Linked DNA regions of Sus scrofa: region 1 is linked to region 2. A link is a contact called in public Hi-C data. All regions are on one chromosome and are shown on one strand. Each heading gives the region's core, a stretch centred on a gene start, on an enhancer-like site or on the middle of the called end of the contact. The rest is flanking DNA. Distances are from core to core; before and after follow the strand shown. Region 1 has its middle 120 kb from the start of ENC1. Region 2 overlaps LOC102165717 (a long non-coding RNA gene).

Region 1 (2,700 bases), core at 27-2,526, 88 kb before region 2:
TGTAACATGAAATGAGACCTGAACTGCAAGTTAGAATGGGGAGCGTACAAATGCCAGGACGAGTTTGTAGAAATGAGATTTTGTCAATTCAAATGATATTACCATTATCCGATTACCACTGGGGGGTCAAAGAACCTGTATATGAAGCCACTGGAGGCTCTATTGGCCCTCTGATAATAGCATCATTAAAAAGAAAACTCAATAGCAACACTGGTCTGGAACATGCCTGGTGCATAGAGGGTGTTCAAAATGCTATACTGACTGCTTGACTTCCCCTAGGTCCCTGTCAGCAGAGCCTGTGAGACTAGCTGAGCTGCCAGATCGTCCAACCACCTTGTTTTTCTGGGAAGAAATGGGAGGCACATGTCTTTTCCATACAGGGAAAGAGATGGGGTGTTGGTTCTTGTTCTGTGAGATTGGGTGCTAGTCAAACCCAGGTGCCTAGAGAAATTTTTTGTTGACTATTGGAAAGTCTTATTCACCCCATCATGTGGGACAGAGGTTTTCTGAAATCTCAAAGGATACTATGGGGTTTTTTACCCTTTCAATCAAGCATGGAGGGAGAATTACAGCGTATAATACCACGGAGCAGGGGGGCTGCCACACTCCATGCCTCTTTCATGGAGAAACAGAGTAGGAGAACGAAGAGTAGCTGGAGTTCAAATGCCACATCTGCTGTTTCCTAGCTATTTGATCCTGCAGAAGTAACCTCTTTGAATTTTAGTAGCCATATCTGACATGGTAGAGTTGTTGTGAAGAAAAGATATTAATATATCAAGTACCCAGGAATCAAAGCTATAGCTTGTGTTTTAAATAATAATTTTTTTGCATTTTCCAAAGGTACAAAATTATATGACTGCATTGAATATGCTTTTTCAAACTGCAAGTCCTGCCACCCCTGCTACATTATTTGTCAGCTGCCCCTTCCCATTGAGAATTGCTGAATTAGACTTTTAAAATTGACCTTTGGGCTCATCTGGAGTAGGAGCATATACTACAGAATATTGAAACATAATCAATCTGAATTCATTACCATTCATTACCCTTAAAAGCATTTAGGAGACAGCTACATGCTTGGGGCACTGTCTTGATTGATCCACAGCCCTTGATTTCTGGCACCTTGCAAGCCGGGGTGGTTCTATGATAGGCAGGCACAAAGACTTGACTGGCTAGCTCAGGTTGCAGTTAAGGCATTTTCAAGGCACACAGGCAGAGGGAAGGAATACTTGGAATGTGGTGAGTAATGCAGAGGAGGGAGAATTGGGTGTGGAGATGGCAGATTGCACAAGCAGAGATTGGATTCCTAGGAACTGCTTCAGAGAAGAGGACACAGAGTGGGTTGGTCCACCTACTTAAGGATAAATCTGGAATGGGGTGGAATGATCAGATCACTGGGTTAATCTTTGTGATTTCAAAGATTAACAGAGTGGTGGACATCTTCTGATTCAATCCATAAATGAGATATTCTGCAGCTCATGTATCCTGACCCAGGGCTACAAAGAGAAATAAAACAATTTCTGTTCTCCAAGAGCACTATTCCTCTAGGATCCGGTGTGTCAGGTGTGTCAGGATAAGTGCAGTACAGCGTGTTGTGTATTTGGGAGGAAGTGACTAGCTCCCTTGCCGGGAGCTTTGCGGAGGAAGTGACATTCTACAGGTGAGGTCCAGAGAGGTGAAATCAGTTGTCCGAGAACACACAACAGAGGTGTAACAGGGTGGAGATTACAAACCAAACCCTCTGCCCTGAAGCTATGACTCCTTCTAGGCCATTTTGCTGATACCGTTTGTCCTAGAAAAAGGAGGAATCATGTAGGGCTGAGGGAGCCATGGGAAAGAAAGGGTGCTGGTCTGGAGTTTCCCGATGAAAAAACCTTGAGACTGGGGCTTGCTTGATTATCCTGGGACATCTAAGGGGAAGCTGAGAATGAAGCTCAGGCAGGGGAGAGCTGAGAGATGCAATGTCGATGACATCATTTGACTTCTTTTTTTTTTTTTTTTTTTTTACTTTTTTTTTTAATTTTCCCACTGTACAGCAAGGGGGTCAGGTTATCCTTACATGTATACATTGCAATTACAGTTTTTCCTCCACCCTTTCTTCTGTTGCAACATGAGTATCTAGACATAGTTCTCAATGCTATTCAGCAGGATATCCTTGTAAATCTATTCTAGGTTGTGTCTGATAAACCCAAGCTCCCGATCCCTCCCACTCCCTCCCCCTCCCATCAGGCAGCCACAAGTCTCTTTTCCAAGTCCATGATTTTCTTTTCTGAGGAGATGTTCATTTGTGCTGGATATTAGATTCCAGTTATAAGTGATATCATATGGTATTTGCCTTTGTCTTTCTGGCTCATTTCACTCAGTATGAGATTCTCTAGTTCCATCCATGTTGCTGCAAATGGCATTATGTCATCCTTTTTTATGGCTGAGTAGTATTCCATTGTGTATATATACCACATCTTCCGAATCCAATCATCTGTCGATGGACATTTGGATTGTACCATGAGATACCACCTCACACCAGTCAGAATGGCCATCATTAATAAATCCATAAATAACAAGTGCTGGAGGGGCTGTGGAGAAAAGGGAACCCTCCTGCACTGCTGGTGGGAATGTAAACTGGTACAGCCACTATGGAGAACAGTTTGGAGATACCTTAGAAATCTATACATAGAACTTCCATATGACCCTGCAATCCCACTC
Region 2 (2,700 bases), core at 94-2,593:
AAGCTCTTCTGTGCACTAGTTTTGTCATTTTGCCTGGGCTAAGGCTTCCTGTGCCTCAGTTTCTTTATCTGTAAAATAGTATGTACTACATAGATTGTGCAGTGTAGTTCAGAAGAAATACCAAAATGTCAGCTTGACTTCTTTATTGGGGGGGGGGAATCACAGCAGGACACAGGTGTCCAGAGTTGGAGGACTGTGTCTAGATGACTTTTAATGAAAGAATGCAAAATCTCTGCTAACATGTCATTTTAAGTAAACTTGGATTGGGGAATGGTTTATAAAAAATTTTCAACCCTTCTCATATTTATAATGTCCAAGTATAAAATTGTTAGTCCCCAGGATGGTCTAGAATAAATGTTTGGGATTTTCCACTCTCATAAAACAAAAGAACAGTGTTATTTCACATGTAAGTCCTAGGCTTACTTGGCTCTCATGAGGAGAGCCTGCCTACTTTTGTAACTACAGTTCCAAGTAAGCGCCTACTACTTTACATGGCCACCTTTTCTCTTAATATGTTATTTCTAAGAACATGATTTTTCCAGGCCTTTTTGTAACTGTGATAGCATTGGCATTTCTGCCTCTTTGTGACAAGTTGTGTCATTTAAAAGAGATGAGTCAGCAAACAACCATTTATGTCAATTAGGTGTCATGAGAAATACAAAGGAAGCAGAGACATGAGTCTTTGCTCCTCCTGTTCATAGTCTTGAACATTGGGCATCAGGGCACAAGATGTTCTGATTTTATAAGCAGGCTTATTAAATAAGCAAGAGGCATTGGACATTTATATCATGGTTGACCCCAAAACTCAGAGGTCTTCTTCTGCCACTTCTGATGAGCAAGTGGTCCCATGAAGAGAACAAGACAAAAGGCCCATATACATTTGTGCTTCTGAGTACACTTGGAATTGTCTCCTGGGGGCATCCAAGCTTCTGGCTCAAAGTAGTCGGGTTTATCTGCCAAGTAACCCTATGGCAATGCAATGTTAAATTAAGAAGTAAACTCAACATTCTCTCTGCGGTTCATTGCCTCCCTTGTGACTCAGGAGAAAGATAGGTCTGGATTTTGGCACAGCTGAGCATATGGGAGCAACCACAGGCCAACTCCTCCAGCATGCTAGTCCCAGCTTGGGTACCATTTGCCTCAGGTAGCAACAAGGATCCAGTAAACCCCCTTGTGTCACGTGGTAGTGGATTAAGAACTCAGATTATGCTGAAGTTATGACTCTGGGCTTCAATCTTATATTTTGGCTGGAGATGATGAAACAGTCACCATGTCATCTTTCTGTTTAGATTCACAACAACTTTCTGCCTTCTTATTTCACAATGACCCCATAGATGAGTAAGGAAACAGTCATTCCAGTGAGCCTACACTGGGAGTCCATCCTCGGGCAATAGGGCCCTGAAGGTCTGCTGAATCAGGGAAGAAGAATTTAAATATAATAAAACCCACTTCAGATTGAAATCCAGTGACCTGAAACCAGACATTTGTAGATAGACTCATGACATGTGGGAATCAGAAGGCAATTTAGCGATCTTAGCCAGTTGTTCTCCAAATTTAGCATCCCTCAGGATCGCTTGGAGGGCTCATCAAAATGCAGGTGAATGCTCAGTGTTTCTGATTCCATACGTTTGGGGTGGGGCCCAAGAACTTGCATTGCTCACAAGTTCCCAGATGACGGTGATGCTCCTAGTTTGGGTACCACACCTTGATTTAGGCACCTGTTCCACTTGATAACTAAGGAAATCAGAGCAGAGAAGTTGGGGGATTATTGAAAGTAATTGGACTGATGGTCCAAATAGAAGAGCTAAGGCTAAATTCAGTTCTTTGGAGTTTAGCTTCATTATTCTTCTTTCCATTTCACCTCTAAAGCCACAAATTTAGTGTATTCACAATAATATGTATTTGCTTGGGAACAATGGGACATTAGAGCCTCCAACTCTTTGCCTTCCCAAGAGGTGACTATTGATTTTGGAGAATCTTATAAACTTTTTATTGTCTCAGTTGCTATAAAATTGATTAATAATAGTAATAGCACTATAGGACTCATAGAGTGGTTATAAGGATTAAAATATAATATTATAGAACATTCTTAGAACTGTGCCTTAGAAACTGGTATAATTCCTATTATTAAATATTAATTATTTTCAATCAGTTGAAATATTTTCTGTTAGTAAAGTTTCACTCTATCTAGTCAAACTGGTTGGCATGAGGATAGTAAAGGTGATTAAGAGAAAAATTTTTGAGTGTGGCTAATCGTAGAGCAGGTGATTTAAAATAATTAGATTTTGGATCTTCTCAATTATCTACTCCATCCCTCTCTTGTTATGTGGGGAACAGAGACGTCATGCAGAAATGAAGTGACTTGTCTAAGCTTTTATAGCTAATTAGCAACACTGCCAGTTCTAGAACTCAGTGTAATTAATAGCTTTCTTAGTCTACACAGTATTTGTGAAAGTAGCATTAGAGTATCCACTTACAGGTTTGTCTCTGTTTCCTAATGTTGGGAATTTAGCTGAATTTTTTGGTTGACAACAGACGACCACTTCAGCATCATTTTGTTATTTGCCCCAATTGCCTTTTTCCTGAACTCTTTTTGTTGTTATCATTGTGGTTCTGCAAAGGGTAAAATGAGATGATTTTATTTGCATTAAGTTCTAAAATTACACAGAAGAGGATTTGAACCTATTCCCATTACTCCAT

Evidence for each region. Hi-C and Micro-C count contacts between places; a contact is called where the count stands out from the background.
Region 1: a contact with region 2 is called in a Hi-C map of embryonic fibroblasts, with 2.2 times the contacts expected there. The contact joins two enhancer-like sites. A contact is called at or near these places in 2 of 47 Hi-C or Micro-C datasets (embryonic fibroblasts and fibroblasts).

Annotation. Positions count from the first base shown.
Region 1 is chr2:83,566,452-83,569,151 of Sscrofa11.1, reverse strand. No RefSeq gene overlaps it. Among named protein-coding and RNA genes, the nearest start is that of ENC1, 120 kb to the left of the region's middle. Within about 2 kb of position 1,276, at least 19 of the 83 cell types and tissues checked have an H3K27ac peak or open chromatin away from gene starts, as enhancers often do. A contact at or near this core is called in embryonic fibroblasts, where this site is marked.
Region 2 is chr2:83,478,329-83,481,028 of Sscrofa11.1, reverse strand. The region is part of intron 3 of LOC102165717 (a long non-coding RNA gene); the gene reads left to right. Among named protein-coding and RNA genes, the nearest start is that of ENC1, 210 kb to the left of the region's middle. Within about 2 kb of position 1,343, at least 8 of the 83 cell types and tissues checked have an H3K27ac peak or open chromatin away from gene starts, as enhancers often do. A contact at or near this core is called in embryonic fibroblasts, where this site is marked.